Regions from separate parts of the Zea mays genome. Here region 2 is linked to region 1. The links are chromatin contacts, called in public Hi-C maps. All regions are on one chromosome and are shown on one strand. The core of a region is the stretch at or near the end of the contact, and the rest is flanking DNA. Distances in the headings are between cores, read along the strand shown. Region 1 holds the start of LOC112163586. Region 2 holds the start of LOC100191377.

Region 1 (4,054 bases), core at 511-3,010:
ACCAAAGGGGTTGAGGGTGCAATGTAAGAAATCTCATTGAGAGTAGAACGCAGTTTTCCATCTATGAGCTCAGGTGCTCTACTCTGCAACAGGAACACATCTGTTACAGTAATGTCACCATAATGGAATGAGCCCTGTGGATTTGGGCGGGCACCGCTAGCTGTAACATTCCATCTGAAACAGCACAATGGTTGAAGGATGCACTATATGTGAGCAACGCCATCTACAGTGCATATGATAGTAATAATGCAAAATCAACAGGAATACCTGATGGATCTTGCTTGGTTTATAGAGAACGCCGTGTCATACTGATCGTTCGGAGGATCTGGAAGAGGGCCAGAGGCTGGACCCTGGGAGTTAGAGTAATGGAGAATAGCAACACCGGTCAATTTATCCACAACAGCTGCATCAACAAAGCGTGCGCTTGCAACAACATAGTAATCAGTGCTGGCATTCTGGTCCATGGTGACCAAGAAGGAGTAGGACTGGCCAACATGGATGTCCAGGTTGGTGTAGTTCTGCTGCGAGGTGTAGGAGCCTTCTGTCTCAACAAGGAGCAGGTTATGGTTCTGGATCCTGAAATTGAGGCTTGTTGAGACCCCAACATTGTGTACCCGAAACCTGTAAGTTTTCCCTGAAATGACAATCAAGACGGTACTATTGATTTCATCCCCTCTCGATCAAGTAGTACTCTAGCAAATGGAAATTCAAAATTACAATGCAAATAACCTGGCTCGACATTGATCCTCTCATAGACAATCCCTGGTGGAACCACGGATTCGTTGTACTGATAGGGTCCCAATCCATTGATGAGCACACCATCAGGGGCGCCCAGCAGGGTGCCCCCGTCGAGCGCGCTCCTGAGCTCCCTGTGCCCACGGTTATACCAGTCACCGATAAAGAGCGTGATGTCCCCGTCGGGAAAGGCAAAGGGGATGGGTATGACGTCGCGGTTGTTGATGGTGATGGCGCCGTAGCCCCCGGCGGCGCGGTGCAGCGGCGTGGAGGGGAAGTAGAAGAAGCTGCCGACCTGGTCCTTGACCTGGAACGTGTAGGTCCAGTTCCACCCGGCGGGGATGGCGCAGTTGGTGCCGAGCACGCCGTCCTGCCACGCCGTCTTGCGCTGCTGCACGCCGTTCCAGGTGAGCAGCAGCGGCTCGTCCAGCGCGTTGCGGACGTTCACCACCACGTTCCAGTTGGTGGTCACGTTCAGGGGAGGGCCCGGGAACTGGCCGTTGATGCCAATCACCTGTTGCGACCGCCTATGTCAATGTCGATGCCACTGTTGCAGGAATGCAAGGGAGGGAGAGGGGATGGACGGGCGGCACCTTCTGCTTGACGCCGAGGGGCTGCGCCGAAATGTAGGAGACCTCCCAGTCGTAGTAGGAGTACGGGTCTCCCGCCCGCGCCGGCGCCGGCGCCGCGGCCAACAGGAGCAGCAAGAGCAGAGCCGGCATTGGCAGCCGGAACTCGATCGGTCCCGGCGGCTCTGGCGATCTCGTCCTCAGGATTCGAACGCAGGCTCGCGGCCAAGTCTCCGCGGATGTCGGGCGCTTGAATCCAGTCGAGTCAGTTGGAAGTGGAAGCCAAGCCAACACGAGTCGAGTGGAGATCGGGGAGAGGCGGAGAGCGGCAAGCAGAGCAAAGCGGAGCACCCAGCACAGCAGAGGGAAAAGTGTGGGAGGCGAGGCGGCGGAAAAGAAGCTGCTGGTCGGCGTGTCCTGCGGCCTTTGCCTGCCCGCACTCCGCTCCAACTCAACTGGAAACAACATCAACGTTCGAGTTGCCCTTTTGCCGATCGGGCTCGATCCAGTCTAAAGGTGGGCTGGGCCAACTTGTTGTGAAGGCCCACCATTTTCAGCTTGCCCGTAATAAGAACGAATTGGAATCGCTCCATTTACGGCTTCTAGTTTCCAACTAATTTATTTCAATGATGTTTGTTGCAGTTGTAAAATGGTTATATATTTATTTCAATTATGTTTGTTGTAGTTGTAAATATATTTAATAATTGACTGACAGGAGTTATTTAGACTATGTTTGGAAGCACCTAGTTTTTAAAAAACTGGTTTATAGAAATTTAGGTGGTTCTTATGACTCGGTTTATAGAAATTAAATTATCAGTTTCTTAAAAACTGAAAAGCTGGTCTCTCCTAGCTAAAAAATAAAAATGGGTTTTTAAAAACTAGATTGCTTGCAAACAGACCTTTAGTATCAGACAATATGTTCGCGTGTTACAACAAAATATACAACTTTTACACAGTCACCTAAATGGCTCCACAATTTCAAAATTTTATTCAACGGCCACAATTGCGTCATAATTTGTTTTGGAATCAGACTCTATACTATTGCATGTAGAGACGGTAATGGGTAAATTCTCACATGATATTGCTATTTTATACTCATACCTGTAACAAAAAAACAATCATGTCGGGTCATTCATATCCACTAATAGGTACAATTGTCCCTCATATGTGTACCTATGTGGATCAAAGTTATCCGTCGGATCACATATATCCATAAATATTAAACATCTATCAAAATAACACATTATACAAATGATAGGTTTTGAAGCAAATCCTAATACCATGTATCCATCAATCCAAATATATATATAGTAATTATGGTTGTGGAGTAGAAATATATTATATAGCTAGGGTTTTATGTTCTTTTTGGGCGGAACCAAGTTCATGTCTTGGTTTAAGCCAAGTTAATATAGCTGAATGAATTGGTATGATGTGTGGATGAACACTCGGAAGTTACGTGAAAAAAAAATCTCATAGCTTCACGTATTGTTGTATTGGTAGGGTTAGAAAAAAAACTCAAGGCTCATGAGTCGGCTCGGGCTCGATTAGACTCAGCTCGGCTCGCGAGCTTGAACGAGCCCTAGCGGAGCCTAATTTTATAGCTACCTTAAACAGTGAGCCGAGCCGGCTCACGAGTCTACCGAATTATATAGTGTTATGTTGTGATACTATTACATTACTATGTTACCGATTTATTTTCTTATTTTTCATGGGTGTAGTGCTAGATATAATTTAAAATATATTCATATTTTACATATAATAAAAATATATAATTTATATTTAAATTGAATTTAGTGTGGTGGCTTACGAGCCCGAATCGAGTTTGACTTTCCAGCTCGCAATACGACGGATCAAGCTTGAGACTGGCTCGCTAGGCGCATGAGCCGCACCAAGCCGAGCTCTCGTTTCCAGCTCTTATGGAAGTGCTTTGTGCCTTATGTTGGCCCAACAACCGTCCATCTAGTTCGATGTCCGTCTCTCTGTCTTCGCTTTCAGCCGAACAACCAGCCGGAATTCCTCCCACCCGTGATCCCATCCGCCCAAACCCCGTCAGTCCGATTGGGTCTTTATTCATGTGATTGGTTACTTAAATGCCTTGGGGCCACTTAGGTTGGGTCTTCATAGATGCATACAATCAACCAAATACAAATCAATACAATGCTCAGTCAACACATATGCATAGTCTGTTTCTTTCTGCTCCCGTAAGCAAGCAAACACATAGTATATTTGTAACTGGTCAGTGTGTGTTTGGTTTGATTTTCGGTTTGACTTTTGGCTTTTGCTTTTGCTTTTGCGCTCTAAAAACCAAAAACCAAACTAATGGGCTGGATTTAGAAAACAAATTTTTTTAAAAGCTGACTTTCTATTAGTGCAAAAATGAAAGCATCTCTGTACATGTTTTTATCGGCTTTTGGATGAAACTGTAAAAATATATATGAAATAACTTTTAGCGGTTTTTAGTGGTTTTCACCAAACGATTTTTTGCTTTTTAACACTTCACAGCACACAACAGATTTTTTCACAACTCACAGCCCACAGTCCAACCAAACACACCCTTGGAATTTCTGAACATTCGAAAACAAAAAACCGGTTCATATAACTTGGTCTTTTGCTTAAACTAGATTTGCTTAAACCGGATGATAACGTGACGCGTCGTGTTGGACGTTTCTATGAAAGTTTAAAGAGCCAAGTGATACAACATGCTAAGTTTAAATAACAAGTGATACAATATGCCAAGTTCAGTGATCTAA
Region 2 (4,054 bases), core at 989-3,488, 240 kb after region 1:
GCAACAATCTTCTGATCATCACTTCCAAGTCGTGCCACTCCTATGCACAATGTTTCCCTGCGATATGCTGGAAGAAAATGATCTTTAAATTTGATACCACGGTAATACTAGATGGTTGGATATATGAAGCACCTGGAACAATGAAGGAAAAACCTAACAATATCTATGGTATGAGCAAGAATCATGAATTGTTTTTTAAAACAATTCTAACTTCGATAAGCATAAGAAGCTATTGTTTGATACAAAATGATTTTTTAAAAAGAAAGACAGCTCCTCAAAAGAAGTTTAAATACCATATCCCCCACGTGCTTCCTCCACCTCAAAAAGCTGACTTATTGCAGTGTTTACAGTCATGAATCTTGGTGGTTCATAGACTTTCTTTCCTCTGCATAAATACATAGGAAAAGATGGATCTGTCATCTATCCAATGTAAATATAAAAAACAACTACTAAGAGCTGTTTGCATCAAACTGAACACTTAGCAAGTGAGATGGCAATTCTGCACTGCAAGGTATTGAGAATAAGAATTTAAATGATGCTAATTTACCTGGCTAAAGATTCCCATGTTGGCTCCTTGACACGGATATCTACATCGAACAATACATTAAATCAGCCATCATGAAGTAAAACAACTTCTGTTATCCATGCTTTGGTACAATGCATATATCATTTAAAACTGGAAATGAATATTATGAGAAAGATCTTGGTTTCAAACAACATAGATTAGGGACTGAACAACACTATATCTTGACACTGGCAGTCTAATAGTTTGAACATTCATTGTATTTGCTTGCAATAATCAGTGTCTACTTAAGTTCAGTATACCCTGTACAATGGTTAAACTATAAGACACATTACCTATGGCTACAAATATTAGATCAATTGCCTAATTCTTGATAACCAAGAATCCAGAAAAGTCGATCAAGAGTCACAAACCAAGCAGGCAAAGTGTGTGTAGCCCAAGCTGGCGATTGTTCTGAATCTTCTCATAGAAACTATCTGGTCTCCATTCGTCTGTGAAGAATGGTATTGAGATAGTTTCTCCATAGCGGTAAAGTTGTAGCCCACAAACTCCAATTGCATTCATGACAGATGCATTGTGGATCACCTTCACTTCTACTCCCATTTTCTTGGCACGAACAACCAGATCAGTATGTGTAGTTGCCCTGAAAATGTCACCAAGACGACAGAATAAAATTTAACTCACAGAGCTAAATAAAACCCTACAAGTGTCTGTATCGACTCCAATCAAACTTCAGTGCGTGCAAAATGGTAAATTTGTGCACATTACTTATCAAAGGACATCGTGTGTCACATGAGGAACATATTTTAAGCCCCAAGTAACATAGCACAAGCAACCAGTTGTAAGACCCAGAGACATCTGTAGAATCATGGCCAGTGGCATGTAACTGAGAATGCAAAAATAATGCCATATTGATGGTCAATCAAAGCACAACTAACAAATTTAGTCGAATTCATGAGCAAGTCTATCCAAGAACATCTCCGCAACAGAAAGTATGTACTCCGCCACTTGTACTCTAATGACATGGCCACCAACTCAAGAACAGCACACTGAGTTCCGTCAAGCATGCCCGGAACTTATGCCAGCTACAGACACCTTCACACTGCTGACTCAAAAAACGGGAGAGAATAAACTACCCGAACGGGTCGCCAACAACAAGGAAGGCGACGTCAGTGTCGGCAGCCTCGCTTAGCACCTGGTCGACACGCTCCTCCACCATCTCCCGATCGGCGACCGTTATCTCCTTCCCGTACAGCTTCTCCTGGACGCGCACAGGAGAAAGCGAGAACGCCAGTGAAACTCTGAACGAGCCACGTGGGTATTTGCTCGAACAGGTGATGGGCGGACAAGAGAAGGGAGACGCACCAGGTTGGCGAGCGCGGCCGGGTCGAGGCCGAGGGAAAGGAGGGATGTGTATGCCTCCATGTATATCTTGGAGCAGCTGCGTACGGCATCGAGCCCCCGCACAGTGATGTCGCGCTCGTCGCCCAGGCCGAGGCCCACGATGTACAGCATGGCGCCGGCGGCAGGCTGCGAAAGGACGGAGTGGCGGCCGAAGGGGAAAACCCCCGTCGTGTAGTAGGGCGTTGATCCTAAGAAATTGCGAGGAGAAGGCGAAAAGAAACGGCGAGCTAGGCACCCCGGTCGCCTGGGTTGGTCCCCGGCGGCGTTTACGCCGTATTTCTCTGGTGGGGCTGGAGCTGGCCGCTCGGGTGCTTGCTGCTTGGGGTGAGTTTCTACTATTCCGTGTCGCATGTTTTCATAGCCCTAGCGCATTCGAATTCCTGCCGTTGGGTTTAGATCCAACGGCTCACGTAAGGTGAAGTTTCAATTGAGGACTTAGTTGGATGCGCTATCATGGATTGATGATACTAGAATCAGCAGCGCCCTATCGGGCGCTATACAGATTGATCGAGGCTGTTAAGCATTTTTAGGTCTGATACAGCGTGGATTGGAGGAAACGGTGTAAGATTTTCTATGATCAAGCGTGCAAATGCTGGGATGCGCCGAAGAAATGGTGCTTTAAACCAAAAAGTCTTGAACTCTTGCTAATATATGCCCCACAGCTGCACGGAGCACCTGCAGAAAATCACCTCCAGATTCTCTTTCTAAGTCTGATATCATCTTTATTGCCCTCTCCCCCATCTCAACTTCTCCATACTTACTGAAACAACCTAACAGTATCCTCCATACAGTTACATTAACCTCCATAGGCAACCCTTCTATTATTTGCTCAGCCTCACACAAACGTCCAGCCCTACCTAGCATGTCTATGATGTACCCAAAATGCTTGATCTCTGGATCTATATTGTACTCATAAACCATGCTTTTGAAAAATGCTAACCCTTGCTGTACCAGACCCCCATGACTGCAGACATTGATGACACTCAAGAAGGTGATTCTGTTGGGCTTAATCCCTGCTCTTCTCATCTCTGCAAACAACTCAAGTGCCTCAACTGACAGCCCATGCATTGCAAAACCAGAAATTATTGATGTCCATGACACCAAATTTCTTCTATCCAGCATTTCATCAAACACCTTTAGCGAGTTTTGCACAGAGCCAATCTTAGCATACAAGTCTATGAGTGAATTCCCAACCCGGACATCTGACATGATACCCTTCTTCTCACAATAGCCATTCAGCATCTCACCCATAACGATCCCTCCAAGATTAGATATCGCAGGAATAACTGCTAAAACAATTATCTCACTCGGGCTAATGCCTCCTGCCATCATGTGGCGGAGAAGAGTAAGAGCCTCTGCATAAAGACAAGCATGTGTATATCCATCAATCAGCCCAGTCCATGAGACAACATTTCTGCAGGGCATCTGATCAAACAGAAGCCTCGCATACTCAACCTCATCCCATCCAGCAAAGCCAGTGATCATCACATTCCACGAAACTACATTCTTCACTGGCATTTCATCGAACACCTTGCGTGCTTCCACCAAGCACCTGGACATGACATACACATTGATAAGGGCGATGTGCACATAGGCATGGAACTCGAACCCCTTCTGGACAACGAGCGCATGGAGCTGTGCACCAGCTCGATGCCACCCCAGACCCGCACAAGCCTTGAGCACGAACTTGAAGACAAATGTGTCATCAGCCAGGTGCTGGCGCGCGTGCTTGAAGAGGTGCAGAGCTTCCAGGGGAAAGGACCGTGGGAGTAGGCCTTGAGGAAGGCGCGCCACGACGCGGGACTTTGGTCGAACACCTGGCGGGCAATAAATTGGCTGTGGATTTGGAGGAGATGGCTCCTCCTGTCTTGGTGTCTCAGAAGGAGAGCAATTAGGTCACGGAGGCGAGGGTTACTGACGGGATGGAATGGTGGGCTTCGTTGCCGCAAGAGGTGGAAGGGATGGAGCCATGTCATGGAGGTAGTGGTCCACAAAATTTCTCTAAGCAAGCATCAGATGCTAGAAATCAGTAAAGCATGGTGAATTTGGCGACGCAGAAAAGGGCGCGCACACCTTAGGAGCCGTCCTAGATGGCGGCGTCGATGACCTCGCTGTTGCGGGAACTGG

The links. A called contact is a pair of places that touch in the nucleus more often than the background predicts.
Region 2: a contact with region 1 is called in a Hi-C map of leaf, with 6 times the contacts expected there. The contact joins the promoter of LOC100191377 here to the promoter of LOC112163586 in region 1. A contact is called at or near these places in 4 of 25 Hi-C or Micro-C datasets (ear, endosperm, leaf and 1 more).

What each region holds. Positions count from the first base shown.
Region 1 is chr1:61,027,426-61,031,479 of Zm-B73-REFERENCE-NAM-5.0, forward strand. LOC112163586 reads right to left here and starts at 1,761. Exons shown (of 7, transcript NM_001361318.1): 1 at 1,329-1,761; 2 at 730-1,249; 3 at 268-634; 4 at 1-174. The coding sequence starts at 1,457.
Region 2 is chr1:61,265,077-61,269,130 of Zm-B73-REFERENCE-NAM-5.0, forward strand. It overlaps LOC100191377, which reads right to left and starts at 2,239. Exons shown (of 6, transcript NM_001136811.1): 1 at 1,889-2,239; 2 at 1,660-1,784; 3 at 937-1,166; 4 at 548-587; 5 at 294-385; 6 at 1-67. The coding sequence starts at 2,038.